Linked DNA regions of Zea mays: region 2 is linked to region 1. A link is a contact called in public Hi-C data. All regions are on one chromosome and are shown on one strand. The core of a region is the stretch at or near the end of the contact, and the rest is flanking DNA. Distances in the headings are between cores, read along the strand shown. Region 1 holds the start of LOC100381532. Region 2 holds the start of LOC100037799 (brittle stalk-2-like protein 6).

Region 1 (5,544 bases), core at 489-2,988:
CTGAACCCTGGGTACGGCCTTGCACACCAGCGGCGTGGCCATCTCCAGCGACATGCTCAGGCGCTCCGACAGGTCGACGCCCCCGCCGGCGGCCCACTCGAACTTGTGCAGAAGCTGGGCGACCCAGAGGTGGGTGGTGGCGAGGGCCAGTATCTTGCCGGGGCAGGCGCGGCGCCCGGCGCCGAAGGGGGCCAGGCGGAGGTCGCTCCCGAGGACGCTCACGTCCTCCTCCTGGAACCGCTCGGGGCGGAACTTCTCCGGCTCGGCCCAGATGGCGGGGTCGTGCGCGATGGACCACATGTTGACCATGGCTGTGGTGCCGGCGGGGACCAGGTGGCCTCCGACGTGCGCGTCGTGGACGGCGAGGCGCGCCCACGACAGGAGCGGGCCTGGCGGGTGCATGCGCAGCGTCTCCTTCACGATGCACTGGATGTAGGGTAGGCTGGCGACGTCGGCGTCCGCCACGCCGCGCCCGATGCCCACGACGCCGTCCAGCTCCGCCTGGGCCTTCGCCTGGATGTCCGGGTGCAGCGCCATCCTCGCCATGACCCACTCCATCAAGATCGCCACGGTGTCGGCGCCTCTGAAGATCATCTCCTGTTCAAAACGACCGCAAATTCAATGCGACCATTTTTTTCCATGAACGACGCAACGTTTAAGATGCGAAAGGAATGACATGCATTTTACGCGGCAAGTTAAACGGGAAAAAAAAAGTTAAACTCGATCTGTGTTGTTACCCAAAGAACAGCGATCATGTCCTCATCTGACAGCTTCTCCTCTCCCTCGAGGCCAAGAAGGACGTCGACGAAGTCACCCATGCACTCATCGCCCACGACTCCTCCATTTGCGCGCCTCGTCCTGTGCTCCATGATGATCTTGCCAACGAACGATTCGACCTTTTGGACCAGCCTATTGCACCGGCGGCGCACGCCCTGGGGGTCGAGATGCTTGAGCAATGGCAGGTGGTCAGCCCAGTTGAACGTGCCCAGGAGGTCGTAGCCCTCGGCCACCATCTCGTCCAGAACGGCGCCCTCTCGGCTGCCCATGTCGTAGCGCTTGCCAAACACGGTGGCCATGACGTGGTTGAGAGACGCGACATGCAGCACGCGCTTGAGAGGGACCTCGCCGTGGCGCGCCATGGCAGCGGCGACGTCGGCGACCATGGCCTCGCCGATGGAGGCGCGGTGGTGCGCGGCACCCGCCACGCGGCGCGGGCCGAACAGGTGGTTGGCGGCGAGGCGGCGGAGCCCGCGCCAGTGCGCGTCTCCGGAGGGCGCGAAGCCCATGGCGTGGTGGAAGAGCAGGTGGCGCGCCGCGTCCTTGATGGGGCGGTCGCCGAACGCGGGGCTGGCGAGGATCTCGCGCGCCGTATCGGGCTGGCTCGACACGACGAGACGGGTCAGCCCGACCGAGAAGGCCATCAGTGCCTTGCCGCCGTCTACGGCGTGGGACAGCGCCGCCAGGGTGCGGTGCGCCACGGGGCTGGAGAGCGCGGTGACCACGCCCGTTGGCCCGGGCGGCGGGCGGCGGCAGCGGGAGAGCGCCCACGCAGGACCGCCAGGGGAGAGCCACAGGAGGACGGCGGCTAGGATGAACACAGCCATGAGGGTCGGCAGTGGGGAGGTGGTCGGCAGGAGGAGCAGGAGGAGCGAGTCCTCTTGGGCGCTGGCCATGGTGAGCACCATGTCTGATGAGTGCAGGCTGCAGGGTGATGAGGGGTTTTGATGCAGTGGAGCTGGTGTGTGTGGAATGTTGAGAGGGAGGGATCTTTTAAAAGGGACGGGGGAGTGCGGTGAAAATGGCTGCTGATCTGGCAACTGCACGCCAAATAATTTACTGTTTGCAGTTTAAATCGCAGGTAGGTATTTGGCAGTCCTAATAACTGCATTATATTATCAATCAAATCGTGATCGAGAGCCTGCTTTTTCAACAGTAATGACGCATTAGCATGTTACCTTTGATATAAATGCCTTGATTTTTTATCCGGGTGAAACGCATTATGATTTATGTGTGGGCAATAACCGATAAGATCCTCTGCTTTAATCAATAGACTTGCTATATTTCAATTGCCTGAAATATAGTACTAACTCTGTTCTTAAATATTTGTGGCTCGTTATTTTATTTTTGAACTAATCGATGACAAATAAAAAAACCCGAAAAGAGTAATATTTTCAGACAACGATTCTTTACCATTAGTCTATGAACATGTAAGAGCATTTTCAATAGACTAGTCAAATGTCTCGTCAAGCCAAAATTTTGCTACTCAACAGCAAAAAAAACTCTCTATCAGATTAGCTATCTAACTTGCCAATCTATTCGAATCTCCGTTGTCTCTAACTAGCAAAACTTGGCTAGCCACCCTGACTAGTCAAACTAGATAAATAGTCTGTTGGAGTGAGATGCTATATATAGAATAATACTCCCTATGTTTTTTTTAGTTGTCGCTGGATAGTGCAATTTTACACTATCCAGCGACAACTAAAAAGAAACAGAGGAAGTAATCTTTATGGGATTATAAATAGAGAGTCAATAAATAAAGAGTCCTTTGGAGATACTTTAAAGCTGAGTCACCTTAATGCAGAAAAAAATCAAATAAAACGGCGGATATTTTATTCCTTAAAGAGAAGATAAAAATCAGCATTTGACCACTAGAAAAAGTGTTTAAGTAAATATATAGACAGACTAATAATATCAAACAAAGAGACTTATCTCGCCATTTAGTCTAATCTATGTAATTAGTTTTTTAATTAGTCTATATTTAATACTTATAGTTGATAATCAAACATTCGATATAATATGGACTAAACTTTAGCGCGTAATAAGTTACATTACAACATACAAATGCTAGGTAGGACTAAAGTGAAAGGCAAGCGTAACACTATGAAATAATGCTAGCGGATATGCGGTGATGCATGCAAGCAAGACATACTTCGAATATAAGTTGGATTGTGGAAAAAAATCTTCCAATTACTATATATTAAAGCTGGGAGCAAATCTGGCCACTGGTGCGTCCACGTCAGCGATTTTCTTCTCCGTCGTACGATCCTCATCCAACGTTCAGACTCACACCTCTGGTAGCCGACGGTCCTCTCCCGTCTTCAGCGACACCCAAAGTTACGATGCTTCCAGACTCCTCTCCCTCCCACGGCTCGGCCGCCGCCTCTCTTCAATTGCTCGGTCGCGGCCTCTTCTGAGCTTCACGCCGCCCATGGCTGCTGCCGCTCCCTCTCTCACTTCCTCCTCCCACTGCAACCCCATCTGTACATCACGTCCGGTGCTGTCTTTGCCTTCAGTTGCTGCAGATGGTGGCCATGGGAACTTGAGCAGTCCAGGTATATAAGGTATCCATCGATTCCACCCTCACAGCTGAGCGACACATACCCGCAACCACCCAAATCTATGTGCATCCTCCTGCCACCCACGTCGGCGTGGCCCACACTGCATCCGGCCCACCCGCCACGTGTCCCGCTCCGCATTCGGCCTGCCCAGTGCCCGCTGCGTCACGCGCCCGGCACTGGCCATCAGCTTCACACCGTTGCAGGCCGCACATGTTGTGTTCAGAGACGCGGACGCGCCGTCGTGTGGTTGTATCTGCCACGGCGGAGGCGGAGAAGAAGCCGCCCAGCGCCCACCACCAGGTATCCTTCGTCCGTATTTGGGAAGTGGCTCACTGCACGGCCACCTACGCAAGCGCACATGTGCTCTGGAAACACAAAAGGAGATTCCGACAGTGCATCTTTCTACTCGCCCAAAATTTTTAATCTTCTCTGATTTGGTCTCTCAGTTGGTGATTTGGTGCTGCTAGCACTAGCACATCCTGTGATAGCAGTATTTCAGTTTAAGAAGCAGTGGGTAAATTTGAAAAATAATTGGTGACTTCCACAATCTCTTTTCATGCAAGAGACATTGCCAATCGATGCACTGCACAAGAGATGTTTTGTAGATAAGATGACATCCAAGATGTTCATTTTATAATCTGTTCACCATCGTGGAGAAAAATATGATAGATGACCATGCGATACAATTTGTGCTACCTACATATTTCTGTCCATATGAGCATTTGTGTACAGTAAGTGTAGGGTAATAGACTATAAATTTTGCACTATAAAATTTAAGAATCAAATTAGATTAGGATCGAGAACTATATCTATTCATTTTTGAACTAAAATTTATTAAAGGTCATAATTTATTGTGAATAAATATTTAGATCATGATCTATTATCGTTCCTACTGCTATACTTTATGTACTATCATGATCATGTTAACATGTTGGTTGATGTTTTGTTACAAGGAATATTAGCATATGGTATGTACAAATAACCAAGGGCTTTAAACAAAACCAAAAAATACTCTAAAAGTTTTCTTCTTAAGTAAAGAGGTACGCACGCAAGGCGCGCGCCCTATTACTAGTTTCTATATATTAAAGGCGAACGCAAAGGTCGCATCTCATGCGGCCACGTCATCACTTCAATTGTAAGTCGCACGATTCGTCGACAACGGCCATCAACGCCTACAACCTCCTCTATATCCTTTGATTTCTACAACACAAGCATACGATCTGCTGCGTTGGCCACACCAGACACGACAGGATCTTTCTAGATAGAACACGAAGCAGACATGAGAAAAGGGGCACCAACACGCAGACCGGTGCCGCTATCACCTCCATGGCTCCATCTCCTGCCCTCACCTGCACACCTCCCTCCCGCCTGAGGCACCGACGCCTAGGTCTGCGTCCTCGTCCATCCTCCATTCGCTGCCGCTACCCTCACTCGCACACCTCCCTTCGACCATGGGATGCGGCAGTGGCTTACTTCTCAGTCATCTTCGTGATCGCCGTCCGACCATGGGGATCGAACACGAGCAGTAGCAGCATACAGGAGCACACGAACATGAAGATGGATGATGATGGTGACGACTACACCTTTGGCGCCGCCCAGCCGCTTCATCATCTACGATTTGTAGGCGACGCCGGTATCATGGGGCCACCGCTGCTGTACCAGTCTTCGAATGGCCGAAATCCCTTCCACGGGTTGCTTCGGCGGAGCCGGAGACGGCCATCATGCCACTGGGATGGCTCTTACTAGTTGACAGGAATCCGTCGCCGTCGCCCACTCCCGCGGACAACACCGAGAGCGACGACAACCTCCGATTGGTGCTGACTACTGAGACAGGAAGACACATCTTGCTTTCCGTAAGTGAAAGTCATATGCATTTCGTTTCACAAATTTTCATTCAGCATTTGTGGTTAGTTCTACTCTACTATTTACGGCTGCTGCTGCCTTAACCATTGTTCTGTTCTGTCCTTGGTGCCTTCCTATCAATAGATTCTAGGATGTCCAAGCCTCCAAGGAATGACCAAAAATATTTACAATCTTCATATCTTATTGTTGTATTTCCCTGATCCCTCTAGAAGCATTCGTAGCATATTGCTAGCCACGAGGGTCTTCACTACCAATGTTGTACACTGTAATTTCTGAATACAAAAAACTGCATTGTCATAAAAAATTTCTAAACTTGAGCTTGAATTTGAAAGAAGCAAGCCAG
Region 2 (5,417 bases), core at 1,645-4,144, 210 kb before region 1:
CCAACTCCGCGCCGCCGACAGCCGCGGCGTCGCTGGGCGGCGCAGCGGCAGCGGCCGTCGTGGTGCTCTTGGGCATGATCGTGGCATGAGAAAACACGGGACATCGATCGACCTAGTGCTAGGACCGGCACAGGGGAATGGAAAAAAGACGTTGCTTTCTTCTGTAGATAGAGAGACCAGAGACCTCGGTTTGGGTTTCAGGAATGGTTTGGAACTTTGGATGTTTTTCTTTCAGTGTAGATGGACAAGCCATGATTTTGCAAGGAAAATTAACATGTGCATCTCTCGTCAGATAAAATTGTGCAACCCCTTCTAGTGACGAGGGCGGTTATGAATCACTGAAATGCCATTAAGGCCGGAAACTGTTGGTATGCGTACTCAAACTGTTGATATGCATCCACAACCTTCTTGTTTGTGAAACTGCCGATGGTATTTGAGCACGAAACTTTCCATGATGCGGAGAGAGAAACAGATTATTTCTACTGTCACTTGCCAGTCAGTCTTTGCAGAAATTTACAAGTATTGGGAATGTACATGCTTGGTAGTACGTGAATGCACATCTGAACCTGTTCCTGAATCAAGATTCAAGACACCAAATAAAACTTCGCAACAGATCGACTAATGATCAGCAGCAAGCAACAACGCTGAATCAGGTCAGAACTTGTCATGGGACATTGTGTGCCTTGCCTTGCCTTCCCTACGCATATGGGCCCATCACGAAAGGACTGCGAATGCTGTCCAAGCAGCCGCAACGAGCGGGAGGAGAAGCGAAGGCGACAGCCGCGGCGAGGCGGCGTTGGGCAGCCACGGGTAGGCGTCCGGCGGCGGCATCACGCAGTTGTCTCCGTTGAAGTAGACTCGCCTGGGGAAGGCCCATCCTTTGTGGAAGGTGAACGTGGACGGCTCCTTCCGGAACAGAAGCTCGGACTGCACGTTCCCGTCTGGCCCGGCCGTCATGAGCAGATCGTTGTAGTACTTGATGCCCCATAGCATCGCCGTGTCGTCTGCACGCGCGCGGAAAAAAAAAGAGAAAGAAAAGATTGAATTTCTTCAGTGGGGGCGAACGAGGTCCAGGACCAGGTGGTGGTGCTCGATCTCACTGATCACTCCGTAGGGGTTGAGAGGTCTGTAGTTGAAGCTGAAAATGGTGGTGAGGTTGTCGAAGTTGGGGTGCTGCGCGACCAGGTTCCACTGCGAGTAGTTCATCCGGTAGTTGAAGTTGGTGACCGTGATCTTCACCCTCCAGTACTCCTTGTAGCTGACCTTGACGTGCCAGTGCACCCTTACCGGGCACATGTGTGAGGTGCACTGGACTAGCGGCGCCAAGCTGTTCTTGCTAGGATCGTTGACGACGGAAGCCAGATAGGGCGACCTTCTACTACCCCTGTCCAAGGACAGGCAGGCGGACAACACGCATCGAGTCCAGCAGTATTCACATAACTGAACATGATGAAAATGGTGTGCGTGCGTGCGTGCGTGTGTGTGTTTGTGTCGATCGAAGCTGAGTTCGATCTGTGGATGCAAATTAAACTTACTCTACGCAGCTTCCTGGCGCGGCGGTGCTACTGCTGTTGTTGTTCTGGCAGCCGCAGGAGCATGCTGGGCAGCTAACAATGGTGTCGTTGTAGAACGACGAGAGCGAGACACAGCAGGTTGGAGATCTCTGGGCAAGGAACTGGGAGTACGTGCACGTCACGTTCCAGGTCACTGCGCGAAGAAATTAAACAAGTCGATCGTCAATGCATGAATTTGGTAGGCTTGAGGTTAATCATCTTACGTACTGTGCGCTTGAGTTGATCTCCTGCCATCCTGAGACATGAACTTGGTAGGCTTGACAAGCTTGGCGGCTCCGCAGGTGTACCCGGGACCAGGCGCCAGCAGGGTGAAGTTCCTGGGCACCTTGACGGTCCTGTTGGTGGACCCAGCCTGCCCAACGCTGACCTGGAACGAGGCGACGGCGTCGCTAGGGTCCTGCGCCCACGAGGCGAGCACTCCTCCCCTGCAGCAGTTGGCGGTCTGCGTGTTGTAGGGAGTCCCGGGCAGCAGGTCCACCACCTCCGGGTCCCTCCTGCAGCAGTGGGGGAGGACGCTGGCCTTGAACCTGGAGCAGTCGCCCTGCTCGGTGGCCTGGCCGCCGGTCATCGCCCAGATCACCTCCTTCTTCGCCCACACCCAGCCTAGCCTCCACCCCGGCGGCGCCTGGATGTGGCGGTACTGCTGGTAGTTGTATAGCGAAACGACGGCCTGGGCACGGGCATGGGAGGGGAGGGGAACGAAGAAGCAGGGCGTTTCGATCAGAAGGTGTCCGTCGTCAGATAGTGGCGAATTAATTAACCCGTTCACTCACCACATAGCCATCCGCAGTCCACTGTATCACGTCCCACTTGATTGTTATGTTCCCGTTCGGATCGAGCGGATCGTATGCACCTGCAGGCAAAAAAAAAAAAGTTTCATGCAGCAGCATTCATGGTAATGGTATGGTACGAAAGGAAGCTTTGTTTTATGTGTGATTGAGATTATACGAGGGAGATATATCTGAACATCACAAGAATCATCCGACGAGGACAGGAGATGGCAGGGTTTGGAGGCGGAGGTGCGCGCGGCGCACTGGTCTGACCTGACGGACGCGTTAGAGAGGAGGAGAAGGCGACGGCGAGCAGCGCGACGGAGGCGGCGACGAAGCGCGCGGGCAGGAGCGGCGGCGGCGCCATGCGTGGATCGGCGGCGCGGCAGGAACCCAGCTAGCTCGTGAGGTTTCTGGCGGGCCCTGTACCACTCGATCTCGTGTCTGTCTGCTGTACGTAAGTGCGCGGAGGAACTACGGAGTGCGACCGGAGCAGGGAAGGAGGGAGTGGGCGGGTCAGAGAGAGAAGCAACTTTCCCCTCTCTCTTCTCGCCTAGTTTATGCGATGGCGATGGCGGTGTGAGGTTTCTGGCGGGCGCGCCGTGTCTGACTGACCGGGGATGCAGACTTACGCATGCAGGAAGAGACAGGGCGGTCTTTCGGCCGGGTGTGTCGCGTGTGGGATGCGATGGGATCGGATCATGCGGAGCTTTGCTATACTAGGGGTAGGGGAGTGCCAAGTGACAGCTGCGTCATCGGTTTCAACTGAACTGCGGGCCTTTGGATGGAGATGGTGGATGTAGATAGTTGGATTGCTTCCTTCCGGGTTAAGGTTTTACTCTTTTTTTTTTTTGATCGACTAGCTCACAGGAGCCATCCCTGTCTGACTGTCATGTTGGTAGGTTCTCACAGACTAGCCCACAGTGCTCCGCTAGCTCACTCCAATCTCTTTATATTAATTAGAGCAAGTTTAATAACAGAGACGACTGCAAGTATCGTTGTACGTAGCTTGCTATTTAGCCTATTTATATATCAGTTAGCTCTTCAGTATTAATACATAACTCTACTTATCTCTCTCACAAACCTTTTTGATTTTTTTGTCTAAGTCGAACGCAAGTTTACCGTCTGATTCTCTTCTCTCTCCTCCTCTATTTCGTACACCTCAACATTTTATAATCTTGTATGGCCTCTTGTTATACTTGTTCTTATTACATACTAGATGACAAAAATCGCTTTTCGTGCCGGCCTCTCGAGCCCGATACGTACGCGTAATCTTTCTGTCCCTGGTGACGGCAAGGCAACAGCTAAGACCTAGTATCCAGCAAGCAGCGGCCGCGGACAACCGCAGTCGTCCCGCGTCGCGGAGCTAAAAGAGTAGTAGACGAGACGAGCACGGCAAGCTTTGCAGCCGGTGGCGGGGCTGGATGGTGTGACCCTGACCCGGGGGCGCAACAAGGCAGGCGGCGCGCAGAGCAACACGTCCGGTGTGCCAGTCAGTCAGTGCAAACCCGCCAACCAACCAACAAACCGGTGGCGCGGGGTCGGTCAACCGGCGGACGGGCGGCCGCACTGTGATATCCGTCGAGCGAGCCCCGGCAGCTGGAACAGTATGAGAGATTGCACGCACTATTCTATTCTAGTATTCTATTTCTACGCGGCGACGGCGAGGCCACATGACCAGACCAGGCCACACGGAAAGAACTCTTTCCATTGGCTGCGCACCCATGTTTGATTCCACTGGTCACGTCACAGCTAGCGTCTGCTTGCTACCGTGACCAACGAAACCAGTCGGTCAGTCATCTTGTCTGCGGTCCATTTCCACGGCCAGCGTTGGTCTGCTGCTGCTATGCTACCGCCGCCTGAGGTCCGCTTGTGTCGAGCGCCCGCGACCCGCGTGTCGCTTGGGCGACAAGTGGGCCATTGCGCGCGCTGACCCCGGTGTGGAAATTGGAAGGAAATGAGGTTCGGCCCAAGGGATCGCGGCCCGGGGCGAGTGGCGACTGATATCCGAATCTAGTAGTATTTACAGTACAGCCGACGATGTAAACGAGGTCTCTTAAACTATAATCTAACTGCATACTACATTTAACACTTCAATCTCCGCACCACCATCTCACATAGGTTTATTAAAAAAACCTAACAAACCTCATCTATATCTACAGTTGAATCATGATCTAACAGTCTAGAAGCCTCGCTTGCACAGTAGTCTGGCTTTTCAGCTCTGGCTTTCTGAGTAAGGATGACAATGGGTACCCGAAACCCGATGGGTAAAAACCCTATTAGGGCACGGGTATGGCGGATTTTGATACTCATGGGTATTTTATTGGGTCGTTTGTTATGCCCATCGGGTATGGTGGGCGTGGGTATGTTCTCTGTTGTCCCATACCCGCTACCCGATGGGGAACCTGCTAATATATGACACGTAGGTCTGGATTTATATGTCTCAACAATTAGATTTGAAGGCATGATTTTGTCCACAGTTTTGTAGAATCAATGCTATGTTTTGTGTGATTTGAAGGCATGATGTTGCCATTTAATGTTTAATATTATTGAACCTGTGATAAAATTATGTTGGGTTCGATACATTTGTTATGCTGGTACTTATTTTTGCGATTCAAATGATCATGTCTATCGTAATGTTAATGAGTATGGATACCCAATGGGTACCTGCTACCCATGGTGGGTATGTGTATGACGTAATTTTGTACCTATGATGGGTATAGTGGGTATGGGTATAGGTCAATTTTTTCCTAGTGAGTATGGGTATGACTTCGTGTGCCCACTGGGTACCTTACCCACTGCCATCCCTATTTCTGAGGCTGTGGAAGCTGCGGTAGATCAAGTTCGGCGGTTTAAAAGGCGATGATATTCTATTGTTCCGGCCAGCTAGTGACGTCTAGGAAGGCCGGGCCCATTGGGTGGCCCGGTATCGAGCACGATAAAGCCCGGTGCATGCACAAGCACGGTCCATATCAGTTCATGCTCGTGTTGATCCGGTACAGTGTGCGCATCATGCATGGAACTAGAACGTCAAACTCAATATGATAAGCCAACACAAGCATGAACTCACCTT

What was found. A called contact is a pair of places that touch in the nucleus more often than the background predicts.
Region 2: a Hi-C map of leaf shows a contact between it and region 1, with 2.7 times the contacts expected there. The contact joins the promoter of LOC100037799 here to the promoter of LOC100381532 in region 1. A contact is called at or near these places in 6 of 25 Hi-C or Micro-C datasets (bundle sheath, ear, endosperm and 2 more).

What each region holds. Positions count from the first base shown.
Region 1 is chr7:173,079,504-173,085,047 of Zm-B73-REFERENCE-NAM-5.0, reverse strand. It overlaps LOC100381532, which reads right to left and starts at 1,738. Exons shown (of 2, transcript XM_020541063.2): 1 at 738-1,738; 2 at 1-597. The coding sequence starts at 1,685.
Region 2 is chr7:173,288,134-173,293,550 of Zm-B73-REFERENCE-NAM-5.0, reverse strand. LOC100037799 (brittle stalk-2-like protein 6) reads right to left here and starts at 2,894. Exons shown (of 6, transcript NM_001112500.1): 1 at 2,618-2,894; 2 at 2,348-2,427; 3 at 1,782-2,244; 4 at 1,536-1,707; 5 at 1,101-1,384; 6 at 434-1,004. The coding sequence starts at 2,711. The coding sequence ends at 715. LOC100037800 (brittle stalk-2-like protein 7) reads left to right here. Exons shown (of 6, transcript NM_001112501.1): 6 at 1-281. The coding sequence ends at 89.